Linked DNA regions of Oryctolagus cuniculus: region 1 is linked to region 2. A link is a contact called in public Micro-C data. All regions are on one chromosome and are shown on one strand. The core of a region is the stretch at or near the end of the contact, and the rest is flanking DNA. Distances in the headings are between cores, read along the strand shown.

Region 1 (2,700 bases), core at 125-2,624, 380 kb after region 2:
GAGGGGTCTGCAGCGCGGCCCCCTCCCACCACGCTGCCGCACCCCGGGGAAAGCCTCCCGGGCCATGTGCGTCTCCGCGGCCGCCAGCCACGCAGCAGTGAACGGCACACCCGCGGGGCTCAGGACCCCCGCCACTCCTCCCCACGTTCAACTTCATCCTAAGGCCCGGTGGCTCCCCCAGGCGACTGGGCCGGGAGCAGGCACAGGCCTCGGCCTGCGGGGTTACAGGGTTCAACACGTGGTGTTTTTCGAGCACCAAACTGCACTTCCTCCCCGGGCCGGGGACGCCGGGCAGGAGCGAGCGCCTCCCACCCACGCCCCGAGAACTCGGCGGCGAACGCTGCTGCGGCTGGGCGGCGGGAGCGCCGGGCAGGGACCGGACATCTCAGCCGCCCTCCCCGGCGCGTCATCACCCCCAAAGTTTCAGAGCCGCCGAGGCCGAGAAAATGGTCGCAAAGGAGGAAGTGGCCCGGCACGCGGGGGGCGTGGGGCGGCCGGCCGCGCGGGTCCCCGGGCGGGCGGGCCAGGGGTGTCGCCCCGCCGGGCCCCCGCAGGGTGGGTGACAAGCCCTCCCACCCCCGCCCCGGCCTAGCCCGCCCGCCGCCGCCGCCGCCGCCGCCGCCGCCCGGGCCTCATGGCCGCCCGCCCGCCCGCCCGCCCGCCGGGCCCGGCGCTCACCGTCCGCCGGCTGCTGGAAGTTCACATACGCGTAGCCCAAGGAACGGCGGGTGATCATGTCCCTGCAGACCCGGATGGAGAGGATGGGCCCGGCCGGGCTGAACTTCTCGTAGAGCATCGCCTCGGTCACGTCGGGGTGCAGGTCCCCCACGTAGAGCGAGGCCATGGGGTAGCTGGGGGCGCTGGGGTTCATCTCGGCACGGCTGCCCGCAGGGCCACAGGCCGCGACCTTTCCGTGAGAGGAGGAGGGCGAGTGCTGGGGCCGGGGGGCCGGCGCCGGGGGGATGGGAGCGGGGGCAAGCGCAGAGGGACAAAATTCAACCGGAATCGACAACTACTCAACGGCCGCAGAACCGGGTCGATCCGCTGCCGCTGGCTGCGGGCTGCCGGTTGGGAGCGAGGGTGGCGGTGTCGGGTCCGGGCAGCGGGGAAGGCCTCGGTCTCTCGGTTCCTTCTGGGAGCTGCTGCGGGCGGGCGGGCGGGTCGGTCTCGGCTGCTTCACCGGGTTATTTTATAAAAGAGGAAGAAAAAAAAAATAAAAGTCTCCGGCGGGGGAGACGCGGATTTTTTGTAAATTTTTTTTTGGGTTTTTAAAGGTTTTTTTAGATTTTTTTTGGATTTTTTTAATAATAAATGTGTGTTCCGAGCCCGGAGCACACACTCCGCACTCTCAGCACTAACCGCCGGGGAGAAGGGGAAGCACCGCCTCCTGCACCCTCTACTTATACCCCCCGCCGCACCCGCCCCGCCCCGCGCGTCTGACGCCAGAGCCCTACGCGAGCGTCAGCGCCGGAGGAGGCGGAGTCAAGGCGGCGAGGGGGAGGAGGGAAGAGAGAGCAGGAGGAGGAAAGAGCGGAGAGGATGGGAGAGAGGTGGCGGCCGCGGGTGTGGGGGTGGGGCTGGGCGGAGGGGCGGGGCCTCTGCGCACGCGCCGCTGCCGGGGGCGGGGCCTCGCGGCGTAGGGCCCGCGGGAGGGGGGGAAGGGAGGGCCGGCCGGCGGGCGCTGCTCGGCGGAGTCGGCTGGGGCGGCCCCTCGTGGCGCACAGCCCTCCCCCACCTCCACCCGCAGGAGCGTTAACCCGTCACCGCCGCGGTGGGCGGTGCGCGGCGCTTCCGGGTTCCTCAGCGCTAACCACCCCGCACGTGCGCGGCCTCCGGGGGCCTTTTTCCCGCCGCGCCGGCCCCCGCTCCGCGCTCCCTACGCTCCGAGGGGACGCCGGGTACGGGTAGGCCGGCGAGGGCCCCTCCAGGCCCAGTGTCCGAAACGTGCACGGGAGGAGCCGGTGGTGGCAGCTTCCCCCTTTTCTCCTACCCGGACCGCACTACGACTCCCAGCGGGCAGCGCCGCCACGCGCGTCGGCCGCGGAAGCGGTGCCTGCCGGGAGCTGCAGTCCTCAACGGCCGCGGCGCTCGCCCTGCCCAACTGGCCGCGGGTGCTGGCCACCGCTCGGGGACCCCAACCGTCCGGGGCGAGGGGCCCGCGTCGCCGCTCCGGGGCTGCGGGGGGAGGGGGAGGGGGAGGGGCGGCGTGCTGGGGTCCGAGCCTCGCTCTCCCTCCTCCGTGTCGCCGGGGTCGCTGTGGCTGGGGGGGATCTGACCACGCGTTGCCTTGAGGTGCTAGGTTGGGGTCACTGATTCGTGCTGTTTGTGTATTTGCTTAGCTGGTCGCACACCGGAGAAAAACGAGTTTCTCCTGAGAGTGGGAGTTGGTCGCAGCCGTTTCGTGTATGGCACCGCAGCCCTGCAACCAGACAAAATTAGGAATGGCCTACACCGCCCCAATTATAAATGTTTAAAGTAATTTCCTACGTTAGTTGTGAGCTTTAATTAAACACTAAATTCACTTGGTAGCCTTAAAAATGCCAGCTCATAGGAGTGACAGGTCAATATACAGAATCTGCCGTCAGGTGGTAATGAGCATTTAAGCATTTCCACAACTGTTCTATGGTGTGTTCCTGACAGTAATCTTGGGTGGGAGGTGGAGAAGTAATAACTTTATTTTACTGGTAAGGGAACAGCCTC
Region 2 (2,700 bases), core at 99-2,598:
AAAAAAAAAAAAAGAGAGAGAGAGAGAGAGAGAAAGGAAAGAAAAGATCACAAACATTTCACAGCAGCAGCTTTTCGCCTCCACTGTTTACTAACATTTAAGGCCAACACCTGGGGATGCCCTTTCCAACGTCAACGTAACAGAACATTCTGCCACATTTTGAACAGCCAATATTAAGCAGAGTAAGCAAGCATCCTTCATGTATTTCTACCTCCGAAGGCCAACGGGGGAAAAAGTCCACCTTCCTCTCTCCCACAGACCTAGCCTCCGCCACTCTCTTCCTTCTTCTATGTACTGCCCTTGACGCGAGGTTAACGAACCCTAAACTTCTTTTTCCACGGTCCATCGGTGGAAAGGGTGGGGCTGGAGGTGGGGGGCGAGGGCAGGGTGGAACCCAGCTGATAAAAGCTGGAAATGCAAAGTCGGGGCATTACTTGCTGGGTGCGGGCCGGGAACACCCAGACGAAGGTCCAGGGGAAGACAAGCCCGGAAGATCCCGGAGCCACACACCACGGTTCACCGGGGGTGTAGCTTGCTCGGACCAACCCGCCCCGGCTCCCGGCTTTCCTGCCCAACAGCCCCAGGCGTTGGGGGGCCGACCTCCCCGGCCCCCCGAATGTGCAAGCCAGGCCCGGAAGCCGGTCCCGTTAGAGCCGATTTCACCCGTCAGGAATGCGCTCCGCCCCCGCCGCCCCGCCGGGGCAGCCGCCCTCCGGTCTCGCCAGCTTCAGGGGCTGGGCGAGTGCTCCAGGGGAGCACCGCCTCGGCAGTCACAACACTGCCGGGCCGGCTGCCCGCTCCACAGACACCCGGGCTCCGCCCCGGCCAGCGCAGCCAACCCAGGGGCCAGTCCTGGGCCTGACCCTCGAGGCCCCGAGTCCCCCCCCCCCCCACGCCCCGGGCCGGCTGGCCGCGGCCCCAGCCCCTCTCGCAGGGCGCCGAAGGGGGCGCCTTCTCGCCCCCCACCCCCAAGTCCCGGGGCTTCCGAATCCATTTTCGTCCCGGGGAAGGGCGCGAGGCCAGAGCTCGTCGGGTCGGAAACCGGAGCCACCCTGCCCGCTCCCGGGTGCAACCTCCTGCGGTGCCCGCCGTACCTTAACTCCTCAGAGCGGCGGCGACGCAGAGCTGCGGGCGAGCAGGCCCATCTCCCCCGAGCGACGGCAGGAACCCGAGGAAGCGCTGCGGGTGCGGGGGGTCCCTCAGCGGCGAGCGGCGCCTCTCAGCCGGGGCGGGGAGAGCGGAGGGACCGGGGCCCGACGGCCGCTCCCCAGACCTCCTCCGCAGTTCTGGCTGGAAGGCTGCTGGGGTGAACCAGCACCACAACTGCCATTCCCCCTCCCTCAGCCCCCGCTTTCCCCGCCTCCTCCTCCCACTTCTTCCTCTCGCCCCCGCCCCCCGGCCGCCCCGCCCCGCCCCGCCTCGGCGCGCCACCCACGTGCCTTGCGTCATGGCGTCACGCCCACCCGGCCCGCCGCGGGCGGCTCTGGGACTTGGTCGAGCGTTCGCCGGACGCCCGCGCACCGTTTCGCTGGCTGCACCTGGGCGGCCGGGCAGTCACCCGCCCTGCCGCGTGCAGAGATTCGCCCTGAGTGGGCTGGGCTGTGGGGCAGCGTCTCCCCGCCCTCCTGCGAGGACAGGTGGGGATGGCTGGAGCTGTCAGAGCGAAGGATGCCGGCTCCTGGCTTTTCGCACGGCGTTATTTATTCCTTTTGTGCTTTCTCGGTTCACCTGCTTGATTGGCAGCACCCGGGAGAGCGGGGCCGCTGCGTGGCCCAGAGTTCTGCTCTGGGCGCGGTACGTCCGCAGGTGCCCTCGGTCAGTTTTAATGGCCCTTGGCCACAGTAGCACCTTGCGCGAGGGTGTGGAGACTCCCTTGGACTCACCTTTGTCACTCCGTATTTTGGTACTTCACAAAGCCGTATGCTCATTGAGAATTCACATTTCAGTGCTCATTGATCTCTGCTACTTTCTGAATTACTTTGATCTAGCTTTAACTGTTGCATCACCTATCTTCTAAGCCTGCCAGACACCCCTCCTTTAATTTTTTTACCTTACACAAGACTTGGTATAAATTCTTCTTAATTGAATGAACAAAGTCAGGGCCTGGTCCATTTCCTCCTGGTTTATTTCTCATCAAGATATAGATCAGTCTTCTTTGGAATACTGAGAAATGAATATGATAGATGCTGGACAGACTGCATTCGCCATCTGTTTCTTAACTAAATATATCATCCTTCCAATCCTTGTTTTAGTATGTCTAATTGAAATTAGATACAAACCAGGGAGCCATGGTCTTTCCGACCGTGGTTGGTATCGTTGGTAACCCAGTCATGTTTACCAATTAGAAAACCGAACAAGCAAGGCAGTTGAGGTCCAAGTATCTTTGAACGTTAATTTTAAAGGAAGTAATTATGGGTCTGTTTATTTTCATTTGTCAGAAATTTTCAAACTGTTATAGATGCACCTTTAAATGCTATTTGAAGGCAGCCAGCAGTTTATGGGATACTTGAAGCCTACAGATAGTATAAGAATAGTACATTGATGGAACAGTACCCATACATAATATAATCCTTGAAAAGATATCAACATGTTAAACAACATTTCAGCACAGATGGAGATTGGCTTGAGAGGGGGTTTTGACGACAGTTCTGCAGAATGAGGATGGTTGTGTACTCTGTACAGTTGTATTTTCCAGAGATG

Evidence for each region. A called contact is a pair of places that touch in the nucleus more often than the background predicts.
Region 1: a contact with region 2 is called in a Micro-C map of ear pinna, with 5 times the contacts expected there. The contact joins the promoter of PABPC1 here to the promoter of RNF19A in region 2. A contact is called at or near these places in 2 of 6 Hi-C or Micro-C datasets (ear pinna and an unstated tissue).

The regions. Positions count from the first base shown.
Region 1 is chr6:126,167,242-126,169,941 of mOryCun1.1, forward strand. PABPC1 (poly(A) binding protein cytoplasmic 1) reads right to left here and starts at 1,375. Exons shown (of 15, transcript XM_008255797.4): 1 at 679-1,375. The coding sequence starts at 871. It overlaps LOC138849952 (a long non-coding RNA gene), which reads left to right and starts at 1,768. Exons shown (of 2, transcript XR_011389268.1): 1 at 1,768-1,904; 2 at 2,340-2,475.
Region 2 is chr6:125,791,577-125,794,276 of mOryCun1.1, forward strand. It overlaps RNF19A (ring finger protein 19A, RBR E3 ubiquitin protein ligase), which reads right to left and starts at 1,349. Exons shown (of 10, transcript XM_051843960.2): 1 at 1,095-1,349.